4 separate regions of the Mus musculus genome follow, and all the other regions are linked to region 2. The links are chromatin contacts, called in public ChIA-PET and Hi-C maps. All regions are on one chromosome and are shown on one strand. The core of a region is the stretch at or near the end of the contact, and the rest is flanking DNA. Distances in the headings are between cores, read along the strand shown.

Region 1 (3,473 bases), core at 809-3,308, 370 kb after region 2:
ATTGACGGTGTCTTTTGCCTTGCAGAAGCTTTGCAGTTTCATGAGGTCCCATTTGTCAATCCTCGATCTTAAAGCACAAGCCATTGCTGTTCTATTCAGGAATTTTTTCCCTGTGCCCATATCTTCAAGACTTTTCCCCACTTTCTCCTCTATAAGTTTCAGTGTCTCTGGTTTTATGTGGAGTTCCTTGATCCACTTAGATTTGACCTTAGTACAAGGAGAGAGGAATGGGTTGATTCACATTCTTCTACATGATAACAACCAGTTGTGCCAGCACCATTTGTTGAAAATGCTGTCTTTTTTCCACTGGATGGTTTTAGCTCCCTTGTCGAAGATCAAGTGACCATAGGTGTGTGGGTTCATTTCTGGGTCTTCAATTCTATTCCATTGGTCTACTTGTCTGTCACTATACCAGTACCATGCAGTTTTTATCACAATTGTTCTGTAGTAAAGCTTTAGGTCAGGCATGGTGATTCCACCAGAGGTACTTTTATCCTTGAGAAGAGCTTTTGCTATCCTAGGTTTTTTGTTATTCCAGATGAATTTGCAGATTGCTCTTTCTAATTCGTTGAAGAATTGAGTTGGAATTTTGATGGGGATTGCATTGAATCTGTAGATTGCTTTTGGCAAGATAGCCATTTTTACAATGTTGATCCTGCCAATCCATGAGCATGGGAGATCTGCTCACATTCTAACTTCGAACTTCTGTGTCTCCTTAAGTAAGTTGCTGTTGTGTGATCCTATTCCTGGGAAGTTGTGAATACCTGGCTACTCATCTTAAAAAAGGAACGCATGACAAAGCATAGTACAAATAGTACCAGAGTCTGACTTGGTGAGCCAGCACATTTTATTTGTGTCATTTATAGAAATCTGGGTTATTTACAGGAGCAGAAATGACACCAAAGACCCAGCACTGGTGATATTTGAGCCAGTATGGGTGGTGGTGTTTGTTCTGGGACACATAGTTAACTGAGGTGCCTATTTGACACCTGACCACCAGGTTTTCCCAGGAACCCCCAGTCACTACCTATTAAAGGGTATGGTTGCCATACCTCACTTCCTACCCTAAACTTCTCCAGCCCAGGGTCTGGGCTGCTCCTTCTTATAAAGTTTAGCCATTTTGGTTACTCAGCCCTCTTCCTTCTTTGGTCTACCCTTTACCATCCTGACATCTTGATCTGGCTCTTCGCTCCCCCTTTCCCTTTTCCTCACATGACACAGCTCAAGGTCATACCTACTCTAGACCCTCCCTGCCTCTGTCTATGCTCCTCCTTTTATCTACAATAAACTTTCTCTTCTACCATACCCAGGAGCAGTCATATCTTTTGGTTTTAATTTTTTCATTCAGATGACAGCTCATAAAAACTGGGGACATAGAGCACACTGAACAGCTTGCCCGCAGCTCAACAGGCAGGAGAGTATCCTCTCCAGGCAGTGCAGATGGTCTGATCTTCTTCCAGGCAAGCCAGCTTGTGCAATTGTCTTTTAGGCAGCTTGGCTAGTCTCTGCTTCTTCCAGGCCTCTGGGCTTGTCTGAGAATGCTGTCAGCAGGTTCTACTTTACCACTTATATCCCCAATGAACTTGGTTGGTTTCAGGGACTTTCTGAAGTTATTCTGAGTTGTTTACTTCCGGTCTCAATGGGTTTCCCTGCAGGATGGAATGTTTCCTCTTCCCTTAGTGCATCATATTGTTTTACCGTACACACATTATGACTGAATGTTCATGGATTAAAAAACCATAATGTACAACATGGTAATATTTAAAGCTAGGAAGTTGTTCAGATTAGATGAGGTCATATGGGTAGAATCCTGGTGTTGGTCTTAGTGTCTTCATAAGAGGGAGAAACTTCTGGACACAGTGACCTGGACCTCTAATCCTAGTTGTATGGGAACCTGGAAGCATGAGAATCACTTGATTCAAGAATTTGGGGAGAGCTTGAACAACATGGAGCTACTTCAACTTTTAATAAAGAACCAAACCAAACCAAAACAGACAAGACAGGAAAGACTAGAGTGCCCACTGCAATACAGGAAGAGGTCATGTGGGTACATGAAGATGTGACAGCTGTCTGCAAGCAAAGAGTTGAGGCCCTTGTTCCTCTGCTAGAGTACCGTGCTGGAACCTTGCACTCAAACTTCTCAAACTTCTTGTTAGTTCTGTCTTTCAATTCTGTGGTATTTTGTTACGGCAGCTTGTGCAAAGACACTATAGATAAACTGTTGCAACCATTAAATACTGAATAAGCAAGCAAGGAGAGATTTGATATTAATCTCACCTAAACTTAGATGTCTCAAGATGGAGAGTCATAATTGTCTTTCAAGATTTCTAATCTGCTTTCTATGTTAGGAGTTTGTGGTGATGTAACCTACCAAGCCGAAATGCTCAGCTCTGCTGATAACCAATAAAACAAAAGCATAACTACCAAATTATTTTAAGCTTCAACATGACTTAAGAAATGATTCTGCTTTATACTTTTGTGAGTCCCGGTGGGATTTATGAAGCTCATTTGTAAGTACAATTTCTGAGCTCATTTAAAATTGTCAGCGAAGGGGGAAAGATGTACCATTTGATCTCGTACATTCTTGTCTCTTCATCTCACTTAGTGACTTTCACTGAGTTGAAGGAAGAAAAGGAGGAGATGCTGACAGATTGATAAAATGCCCTGAGCTCCATAGAGCTTAACAGTGGGGGAAGCCTCCTCATGTCACTGCATGAGTGTCTCAAGGTGGAGGTTAAATCAGACACGTGTAACATGAAGTACTTTAATTTGTGATTGTATATAATGGTTTAATTTTTTATGTTGACTTTTTAGGGGAACAGTAGTTGAAATGATGGATTTTTTTTAACTCAGGGATGATCTGTGTATTCAGAGAAAAAACTGAATAGACTTATTTATAGCTTATAGATAAGTTTATAGGTGCCATCTGTGTGTAGTGGGCTCTCTATACAGGTGTCATCTGTGTGTAGTGGGCTCTCTCCTACTCTCTGTAGTACAGAGTTTAATGTTTGAGGTTTGCTTTATATGTGCTTCTTTTCTTTTCTAAGCCTTAATTTGTAAATCCACAGTTAGCAAAAGGGGGCTTTCCCCATTTTATTATTTCATACCCTCATGATTAGGGACCTTAACTCCATTGAGTTAGTTTTCAGATGTAGAAGAAGCTTGATGGCTAAGTTCAAGGATCGATGGCAGAAGCCAGCCTGGATGAGATAACGTGGGCTGGTAATTTTGCTGTCATAACTATTTTTTCTCCATACAGTTGAACACCGTACTGCACCATATTCATACAGTAGTCAGCAACAGGGAAAGAACGAATTCAGAACTTGCTCCCTCTGTCAGTCCTAACAGAACTCCCCCAACACACCCCAACCCTCGTGACCATCAGTCCTGGAGTAGTGTCACTTTGGAACCATCATCACTCCTTTTTCTATAGAGAGCCCTGGCTAGATCAGCCTTTTATCGTAAGATGCTAG
Region 2 (3,143 bases), core at 399-2,898:
TCAAGCCTTTGATCTGATTTATTCATCTACTTATATTTTAAAATGGTTACTAGCTGCTGTGTGGAATGGGTTATGGACAGACACTGTGGATTCAGGGGGATCATTCTGGAAGCTCATGAAGAAGTCAAGTGAGGGGAGGCTGACCTAAAGGCAAATTCTGTGGCTATTTTGAAGGTGGAGACCACAGGACTTGTTAATGGACTGACTGTAAACTATGAGGGAAGGAAGACATGAAGAGATGGCTGTCCTGTCTTCTGGCCCTCTGCCTGGTGAAATGGTAGCCCCTTTACTGAGGTTGGGTGTGATGAGGAAGAAGCAGGGGTGTGGTGTTTGTGCGTGTTGGGGCAGGGGAGGTAGAGGAAGTTAGATTCTGTTATGAGAGGCTAAGTAAAGGTATCATACCGGGGTGAGCATTTCTAGGAGATACTTGGATATACACTAAAGGCCTGGGGGAGGAGAATGGAGACAGATATTTTATCAAAGGACCATCAGCACAGTAAAGCCACACAGGAGATGAGGTAAATGTAGTGAGTTAAGGGTGGACGAGGAGATGCCTCAAGGACAGAGACTATTTGAGGAGAGGAAGTTACAGCCTGGGAACCAAGAGTAGCCAGGAGCCAGGCTGAGACCCAAGGACAGTGCTCGAAGTAGCAGACAAGAGAAGAGTGTCCCCCTCCCATGAGAAAGGAAGTGCTTCCCCCTATCTTTGTACACATATACACATAGTATATTTTATGTATGCACACATACATATTTTATGTGAGGATATATAGATATATCCTCACATAAATATATATATTAATATTACAGATGATGCAACGGGCCTTACCAGGAATACTGTTTTTGGGGGTGGGTACTGAGAATCAAAGCTAGAGCCTTGCACATGGTAGACGAGTGATCTATTATTGAGCTATCTCCTAAATTTTTATTCTGAGGCAGTGTCTCTGCTGTTCAGCTAGTCTTGGGCTCATGCAGTAGCCCAAGTCTGGCTCTTTTGAAAAAAATGTCCTTCTGAGATACTATTCTGAATGACAACCAAGTATTCATTCTCTCTCTCTCTCTCTCTCTCTCTCTCTCTCAGTGTTTTCGAGACAGGGTTTCTCTGTATAGCCCTGGCCGTCCTGGAACTCACTTTGTAGACCAGGCTAGCCTTGAACTCAGAAATCTACCTGCCTCTACCTCCCGAGTGCTGGTATTAAAGGCGTGTGCCACCACAAGTATTCTATCTTTATAAATGACCATGAGAACAACATTCTATAGACACACCTGGTGTTTCTTCAGGCTAAATTCCCCAAGTGTAGACAAGACAACCTTTAAGGCTTTTGATACATGCTTTTAAATTGCCTCAGAAGGAGAAGTTTCTGGCAGGATGGTACCCCCCCCCCCGCACCCCGCACCACCCCCCCCCCCCCCCCCCGCCAGCAATCAGTTGAAACCATGTATCTGGTTTTATCTGGTTGTCACTATCACCATTCAAAATTGTGCGGGGGTTGGGGGGAGGATATGCCGTCTCGTTTCTACTTTATTTCCACTTGCATGACTTGATTACATTATGGAACCATGTCAGTCGTCTGTGTAAGCAGGGGGGTTGCTGAGGAGGGAGAAAGGCATGGTCTGAGCCAGTCTCCAGGGTGAGGGGTGGAGCAGATCTTTGTCAGCCCACACGCTGAGGTTCCCACAGCTCAAAGCTTCCTCCCTCTCGGTCGGCTTCCTGCGCCGCCCAGCCTAAGAAAGGGCGTGGTCACAGAGAAGCGGAGCATCTCTCCTCCGCCAGCCAGGCGCTCTGCTCACTTGCTAGGGGTGGAGGCTGTGTTGCCTTGTGAACCGCTGTCCACATTGCCCAATAGAACAACAAACACGGGCCAGGGCACAGGGGCGGCAGGCCCTGCATCCTGCGTCCTTTCCTCACAGGGCGGAGTCATTTCAGCTCCTGAGATTCCTTCATACAGCCTTGCTGGGCGTGAGCCCAGCAGAAGGGGAAAGACTGTTGTGAAATTGTGGGAGGACACAGCATCTCTGTTGGTGACAAGGGACAATTGCATCATGCTGTTAGGCTGCGATGTGGAAATCACAGATGCCCAGGAGATAGGAATCTTAAGAATGTGTGGGACATACAGATAGATGCCCCCCAAATGGGGACTGTGACCGTCTTTTATGAGCTATTTCTTATTTCACAACTTATTTCATAACCATCAGTTGGAACAACAACAACAACGACAAAAACCTTAAAAATGCAATTCAAGAGTTGTCTAAACAGCACACACGTCTGAGACGGGTTCTGTGAGAACCAAGAATGATTCTCGAGAAGAAAAGACCCTCAGACGACCCAGGTTCCAAATCCAAAGGAAAGCATTCTGTGAGGAGTGAAACGAAAATGGAAAAAGTTCAGTAGAGAACACGCTGTTGTCCAGTTTTTCGTTTGTTCGTTCATTTTGTTTTTCTGATAAGGTCTTGTGCCCTAGCACTGACTGTCCTGGAACTCACTACGCAGATGAGGCTGGCCTTGAATTCTGCCTCTTCCTGCTCTGCTGGGATTAAAGGCATAACACCACCAGGCCTGGTGCTTTTTAAATCATAAAGCAATGTACTGTTGTTATAAATGTGTCCCATTTAGCGGACTGAAAACGCTGAGTCACGGGAAGTAAAAGTTAGCTTCCTCCCGTCCTGTCAGGTCACTACCACCCTCCAATAACTTGGTGTCTATTTTCTAGAGACTTTATAATGCAACTTAAAATATTTATAATTATAATGTATGTACATTATAAGTTATTATATGTGTGATGTAGGTAATTATAGCATTTACGATGTTAGAGCATAGATGGTATTCATTAATCAAAGTATACTTTTGCTTTGATTATTTTTTCCATTAATTATTGTGTTTGTGAGAAAGAGAGTGGGTGTCACAGACCCTGTGTGGTGATCAGAAGACAACTTGTAGGAGTCACTTCTCTCCTACCATACACGGTGCTCCAGCTATCTAACTCCGGTCACCAGGTTTGGTGGCAATACCTGCCAAGCCATCTCCCTGCCCCAACATATTTTAAGAAAATGAGTTAATAATATTGAAATTCTGCAGCTTATTTTAATGTTTTTCTCTTAGCAGGTAGCTTTGCTTCATCTGTCTGAAATAAAGATCAAAACCA
Region 3 (3,049 bases), core at 263-2,762, 340 kb before region 2:
CCAGCCAGCCTGTCCCAGGCACGGGAAACAACAGAGACCCCACTTCAAAGCTCAGTGGAAGATGGGACCAACGTCAGAGGCCACCCTGACCTTCACACCACGCTGTGGCGTGCGCACCTATGCCTGAGCAGATTCTCCTTCCCTTTCTCTAACGCACAAACATAACTTTTTCATGTGAGTAGATATAGGGGATAAATATGATAAAAGTACCTATAAGTATTCATTTGAAAAACAATATAGCAAAACTCATTATTTTATGTAATATACACCTAAAAAGAAATAATAGCTAAAATTCTATTTTTTTTAAAGATTTTTTTAAAAATTTATTTATTATATGTAAGTACACTGTAGCTGTCTTCAGACACACCAGAAGAAGGCGTCAGATCTCATTACGGGTGGTTGTGAACCACCATGTGGTTGCTGGGATTTGAACTTCGGACCTTTGGAAGAGCAGTCAGGTGCTCTTACTCACTGAGCCATCTCACCAGCCCTATATCTAAAATTCTTAACTACTTACCTGCTTCCTTAGCCAGCTCTAGGCACTGGTGCCGCTGCTCAAATTCCGTAACACCTTCCAAAAATAAGGCATACTGGGCCACGGCGAGGTCTTGAGGCAGATGACAGGTATAGAACGCTATGAGGCTTGTGTGCTTCTCGCTTATTAACAGCTACGGAACACAAAAATCACAGGACACCAAGTAAGCTAGCGGTGTTTTGAGAAACCTGTGCTTCCGAACTGCAAATATAGTTAGGAAAGCCTCAGATATGTGCTTCAGACCATAATGCTTTTCTAGAAATGCACTCAGAAAGGTTCACAGATCTCTATGGTGTCCACAGTATTAAAACAGCGTCACTGGGGGCTGGAGAGAGACTGAGGTTGAGAGCACGTGTTGCCCTTTGAAAGGACCCAGGCCTCGCCCCCAGTACCCACATGATGGTCCACAATCGGTCATTACTTCAGTGTTCTCTTGTGAGCATACAAAGACACATTGCGCATACAAACATGCAGGCATAATACTTATAAAATAAAAATACATGTTAAAAAACAGTACATTTTGATTTTTCATTAAAAAAAAAACAAGTTGTAGATTCTAAAAGCTTACCTGTATATATGTTTTTAGAACTTCAATGGAAACTTCTTCCTTCATAGAAAAAATACACAATCCAGTTACTAACATCACCACTTACAGGTACAATAATAATACAATTTCTAATACGAGTTTTACTTGTAAACGCATGAAGAAATGTACTACTTACACTGAGTGGTAACCACCCAGGCTAACTGCTTATGAAGCATGTGCACTGCTTCAGTTCACACCACCAACCAACCAACCAACCAATCAGCCAGCCAGCCAACCAACCAACCAGCCAACCAACCAACCAACCAACCAACCAACCAGCCAGCCAGCCAACCAACCAGTGGCTCTTTAAACATCTAAGTACTGTGTATGCAACCTAGGGGGTCAAGCTCTCTCAGTCCATTATGCAAGTTCCAGCGACTGAACAAGTCACGAGGCTTGGTGGCAAACATTCTTTACCCGCTAAGAGGTCAGTCTCTCAGCATGTCTCCTTGTGGGTTTTATGGAGGAGGAAGTTCTTATATGCCCAGGATTACACAGCTAGCAGTTACAGAGCAAGGATCTAAGGTCAAGGTCCTCAAGTCTAAGGCTGTAGCTTTTCACTGTCACTGTGCTAGCTCTCACGTGCACCTCTGCTACAATGTTATCAAACATTTAGAAAAAAGAAACACAAGGCGGATTTCTGAGTTCGAGGCCAGCCTGGTCTACAGAGTGAGTTCCAGGACAGCCAGGGCTACACAGAGAAACCCTGTCTCGACAAAACAAAACAAAACAAAACAAACAAACAAACAAGAAACACAGAAAGGAAAGAGAAACTATTTAATTCTCACACAGGATTTATTTTGGTTCCATTAGCTTAGCTGGATACCAAGGAGGACTAATTTCTTTAAATTTGGGCAAGCAGCAGCATTCTCTGGCCATAGACTAGAATCTACAAATCACTCCCAGTGAGTTACCAAAATAGGTGAACAAATGAGATGATGCTGACGTCAGACGCCATCTAGAAAAGGCTGAGGCACACAAGGGAGTTTTCTGGAGATGGCCCACTATTCTGCATGGATTCTATGGGTGAGCTCTGAGAGGCCAGGGCCCGAGAGACTTCCTCCCAGGATTGCTTCTTGTGGCTAATATGCCTTTTCTTCTCTTTCTTCTTTTTTAAAGATTTATTTATTTTATATATGTGAGTACATTGTTGCTCTCTTCAGACACAACAGAAGGCGGCATTGGATCCCATTACAGATGGTTGTGAGCCACCATGTGGTTGCTGGGAATTGAACTCAGGACCCCTGGAAGAGCACCCAGTGTTCTTACCCACTGAGCCATCTCTCCAGCCCTACTAATATGCCTTTTCCTGCACTATTACAGACCCTGGCTTTTGGCCACAGAATAATGAGAGAGTTCCCAGAAGCCTTCAGTCTCCTCCCGCCTCCTGCCCCAACAGGAAGAGAGCGCTATAAGACCAGAGATCCGCAGGCTTTGCACTTTGTCCAATGCTGTGGTGCCTCGGCAGTGCCGCTGCAGGCCAGGTCGGGTCCCGGCAGCTGGTGGCAGGTGCTGGACTGCAAGGGGGAGGGAGGCAGGCAAAGCTCAGCTGCCCACCTTTACTTACTGTACCCACCTTGGTCTGGAGGCCTAGGGTGCGGAGAAACAGAATGAGGTGTGTCATGAAGCGGAGCAGGTGTCCGGGCAGACTGCTTCCGCTCTTGGACAGCCATTTGCTAAATTCATCCATCAAACCTACAAAGCCATCAGAGCAAAGGTTTGGCAGTGAGAAACAATCAGGGGAGAAAAGTGTCACCAAGGGCATCCCAGATCGCCTATGGTATCTGACAGGCTCACTGCCAACTCCCACCACAGGACGTGCGCCAACACGAAAAAGGGTTCAACTCAGATTTGGCCTCACAGTAACAAGTAAACGTGGTTACACGTGAGGGGTGGATGTCAGCGTGGGACTAGAGAGTCTTGTGTAC
Region 4 (3,412 bases), core at 337-2,836, 280 kb before region 2:
CCTGCCTTGAAGGCTTGTCCTCCTGAGTGAGCAGAGATCACAAGCCCTTGTCGGCACACCATGCACATCTTACAACAGCTTGTCTCCCTCTTCTATTGTGTCTCAATTATCTAAATATAACTAAGAGGGAAGAGAAGGTTGGCTCTGATCAGAAGCTTTCAGGGTCCCCAGGATAGAAGTATGTGCTGAACAACCAAGTTCACTCCTGCGAAGCCCCTCACTTCTGATGAATATGTAAATGAACATGTAATCTGAGTCCCCAGGATTTCCACACCAAGTCCTGATATCTATCTGTAAGGATTAAACATCATTTAGTGAGGTGAATGCAACGTACCTGGCTCAGAGCTACAATGCATTCAGTACATTAAAGCAGCTGACACGATGACTTTTTGCGGGCCTTCCCAGGCACTGGAGTTTTTCTGTTAATTTGCCGCACTAGGTCATAAAAGATCTGCAAACATATTTTATTATTATTATTATAATTACTATTATTATTATTACCACCACCACTTGTTTTTTTAAAGAGGGAAAACAAACTCAAAAAACCCAAAAATGAAAAAGAGAAACAAAAACTCCTGGCAATTTCCACAGCTGTAAAGGAATCTCCACGTTTTCTTTTGCAGAAGGAGTGTAAAGCCAGTGTTCTTATAAGTACCAGGTTTTGTTTTGTTTTCTGAGAAAATTAAAACCATTTCTATTAAAGTAAGAGTTGAAGAATTCTACTTAATGCAGTTAGCTCTCCTACAACAAAGAAGCCCTTTACTGTCTCAGACGGCTTGGCTTTGCGCGTCTTTTGTGCCTTGCTATCTATGGGGCGTCACCTACTTCAAGGACCACACTATCTTTCTGAGTTTTAGCCTTTATATAAACTCTCAAATACTCAATGAAATTAATGGTTTTTAAAACTGGCCTTCTGCCTAACTTTCCCTTAAACCAACATATTGTTACTCATATGCATGCATATGCCAGACAAGTTTTTTTTTTTTTTTTGGCCTATAAGAGCATATATTAACTTAGAGTTCTTTGTAATACTTTTCTTTAAAAATTAATTAATTAATTTTTGGAGACAAGGTTTTTCAGTATAGCCCCAGCTATTTGGAATTTGCTTGGTAGGCCAGGCTGGCCTCCAACTCAGAGATCCACCCACTTCAGCCTTCTGAATGTTGGTATTTAAGGCATGTGCCACTACCATCTGGCAAAAAATTATTATTTTTATGTGTGTGTTTGGGTCATGCATGAGTTTATGTGCACAGTGAGCATGCAGGCTCCCAGCGACATCAGAAGAGGGTGCTTGGGTTCCAGATGGTCATGAGTCACCATGTCAGTCCTGGGAACTAACCCCGGGTTCTCAGAAGAGTAAGTAAGCGCCTCGGGGCTCAGCCACCTCCCCGCCTCTCCATTAATTTAAGATGCTGCACTGAGCCTAAGAAGCTATTCTAAGTACACATGCACATACCTCATTAACATTTATTTTGGACTTTGCAGAGGATTCTAAGAATGCACAGTTGTTCCACTGTCTTGCTAGGTTCTGACCTTGTTCCTTTCCTACAACTCTTTCATCTTCCAAGTCGCATTTATTGCCAACCAGAATCATTGGAACCTGCGAAGACAGTCATGAGGGAAAAAGACAATTATACAATACGACCAAGCTATAAGGTGCTTACAACAGAGGGGAGATTCATACCACAGCGGACCCAATCACAGTAATCAAAAAACCTTTTTAATAGGAAGTACAAAGGGTGTTACCATGAAAAGCTGGCAGATTTCAACACTTCAAAATGTTTAAGGGTGTGAACCAACTTCACGTTTGTTTGGTTCCTGACACACGGTTACTGAATTACACAATACAAAAAGGGGAAATTAAGAAGGTCCCTAAAGCAGAAATTTCAGCTTCTCACGTCCTAAGTGTAACCTCTCATTTCACAGTCTATGACAAAATAAATCAACTTAGTACAAATAAATACTTATTAATGGCCTCTCAAGTTGGGCTAGATCTAATGTTTGTAATTTTAAAAGAGTAGTACGGGGAAAGTAATGCAAACCACTAGTGGCCATTAACATTTTAAAAGATACTTTTTAAATAAACAATAATGCAATTGCAGAAAAACAAAAACTTGCAGATTCTCAGTTACAGAAGTGCAGAAAGGGGCTGGAGAAATGGCTCAGTGGTTAAGAGCACTGGTTACTGCTCTTCCAGAGCTTCTGAGTTCAATTCCCAGCAGCCACATAGCAGCTCACAACCGCCCTATAATAGGATCTGATGTCCTCTTCTGAAATGCAGGTATACATGTAGAGAGAGCACTCAGACACATAAAAACATTAAAAAAAAATCTTTAAAAGAAACAGAAGTGCAGAAAATGACAGCATCCACCATAAAGGCACTTAGCTCTTTCAATATTAGTTCACTTAACTCTATGATTGGTTCGTTCTTTCTTTCTTTTCTGTCTGTCTGCCTGTCTCTTTCTTTCTGTTTTTGTTTGTTTGTTTTTTATTTTGTTTTGTTTTGAGCTAAGAGTCTCACTTATAGCTCTGGCTGTCCAGGAACCTGCTAGGAATAAGTGCACACCCAACCGCCCAGCGCTACAATGGTCATTAAAGTGTGGCATTCACATCCGCAGCAGCATCACCAACAAACCTGTCAAAAAGGCAAATTCTCAAGCCCTACACTAGCCTCGTGAGTCAAAGGTTCTGTAGCAATTCCTACTGAAATTTTGATATAAGATCACACAAACTTAAGAACCTATGCCACAGGTAATGAGGAATTAAAGCCACCGTTGTGAAATCTATAGATTTTAGAGTCCATTACACTTCACTCTGCAGGGACACCTAAATTTAATGTTTTAGAACTGAACATATTGGTTGTTTGTCTTTACCATTATGTTCCTTTCCAATACAGAGACATATTTAGGCATATATATGGTCATAGATAAATGTGGCTAGATCTTACTTTCAAAGCATTTTGCCCATCAACCCAGCACTTGGGGGAAGAAGGCAGGAGGCTCACTCCAAGTTCAAGGCTAGCCTGGGCTATAGGGAGAGTCTGTTAAGTCTACCGTGAATGTGGCCACACACAGCTTTCTCCCTCCCCACATACTCATGGTCTAGAAACAGAGACACAAAGCCTGCAGGTGGTAATTCTGGTGTGGCGAGATCAAAAAGGAGATCATGCCTGAGCAGCAAACACTTAAACTGCTTTTAAAAAAGCAGGAGCAAAAAAATAAAGGCAAGCTGGGTGGTGGTCTCTTTAATCCCAGCACTTGGAAGGCTGAGGCAGACAAATCTCTGAGTTCAAGACCAGCCTGGTCTACAGCGTGAGTTCCAGGACAGCCAGGGTTACACAGAGAAACCCTGTATCAAAAAAACTAATTAAGTTGAGAGAATATTTAAATTTTAAAACTGACTATTAACTAGG

What was found. Hi-C and Micro-C count contacts between places; a contact is called where the count stands out from the background. ChIA-PET counts read pairs in DNA pulled down with a chosen protein or histone mark.
Region 1: a contact with region 2 is called in an RNA polymerase II ChIA-PET map of effector CD8 T cells, with 6 read pairs. The contact joins two enhancer-like sites. A contact is called at or near these places in 3 of 115 datasets of contacts at active chromatin or transcription factors (effector CD8 T cells, memory CD8 T cells and microglia).
Region 3: a contact with region 2 is called in a Hi-C map of bone marrow-derived macrophages, with 18 read pairs. The contact joins two enhancer-like sites. A contact is called at or near these places in 1 of 39 promoter capture datasets (liver), 1 of 484 Hi-C or Micro-C datasets (bone marrow-derived macrophages), 8 of 115 datasets of contacts at active chromatin or transcription factors (the SCID.adh cell line, SST interneurons, T-cell acute lymphoblastic leukemia and 5 more) and 1 of 9 other capture datasets (liver).
Region 4: a contact with region 2 is called in a Hi-C map of bone marrow-derived macrophages, with 27 read pairs. The contact joins two enhancer-like sites. A contact is called at or near these places in 20 of 484 Hi-C or Micro-C datasets (B cells, CD8 T cells, CD8 central memory T cells and 14 more), 7 of 115 datasets of contacts at active chromatin or transcription factors (bone marrow-derived dendritic cells, cardiomyocytes, craniofacial prominence and 4 more) and 3 of 9 other capture datasets (adipose tissue, liver and pancreatic islet).

Annotation. Positions count from the first base shown.
Region 1 is chr10:118,475,438-118,478,910 of GRCm38.p6, forward strand. No RefSeq gene overlaps it. Among named protein-coding and RNA genes, the nearest start is that of Ifng, 36 kb to the left of the region's middle. Within about 2 kb of position 2,059, at least 21 of the 459 cell types and tissues checked have an H3K27ac peak or open chromatin away from gene starts, as enhancers often do. A contact at or near this core is called in effector CD8 T cells and memory CD8 T cells, where this site is marked.
Region 2 is chr10:118,101,598-118,104,740 of GRCm38.p6, forward strand. No RefSeq gene overlaps it. Among named protein-coding and RNA genes, the nearest start is that of Mdm1, 39 kb to the right of the region's middle. Within about 2 kb of position 1,649, at least 340 of the 459 cell types and tissues checked have an H3K27ac peak or open chromatin away from gene starts, as enhancers often do. A contact at or near this core is called in bone marrow-derived macrophages, effector CD8 T cells and memory CD8 T cells, where this site is marked.
Region 3 is chr10:117,763,214-117,766,262 of GRCm38.p6, forward strand. It overlaps Nup107 (nucleoporin 107), which reads right to left. Exons shown (of 28, transcript NM_134010.2): 19 at 2,698-2,816; 20 at 1,104-1,142; 21 at 518-668. Among named protein-coding and RNA genes, the nearest start is that of Slc35e3, 18 kb to the left of the region's middle. Within about 2 kb of position 1,513, at least 12 of the 459 cell types and tissues checked have an H3K27ac peak or open chromatin away from gene starts, as enhancers often do. A contact at or near this core is called in bone marrow-derived macrophages, where this site is marked.
Region 4 is chr10:117,817,010-117,820,421 of GRCm38.p6, forward strand. Rap1b (RAS related protein 1b) reads right to left here. Exons shown (of 8, transcript NM_024457.2): 6 at 1,457-1,600; 7 at 335-451. The coding sequence ends at 365. Among named protein-coding and RNA genes, the nearest start is that of Nup107, 26 kb to the left of the region's middle. Within about 2 kb of position 1,587, at least 28 of the 459 cell types and tissues checked have an H3K27ac peak or open chromatin away from gene starts, as enhancers often do. A contact at or near this core is called in bone marrow-derived macrophages, where this site is marked.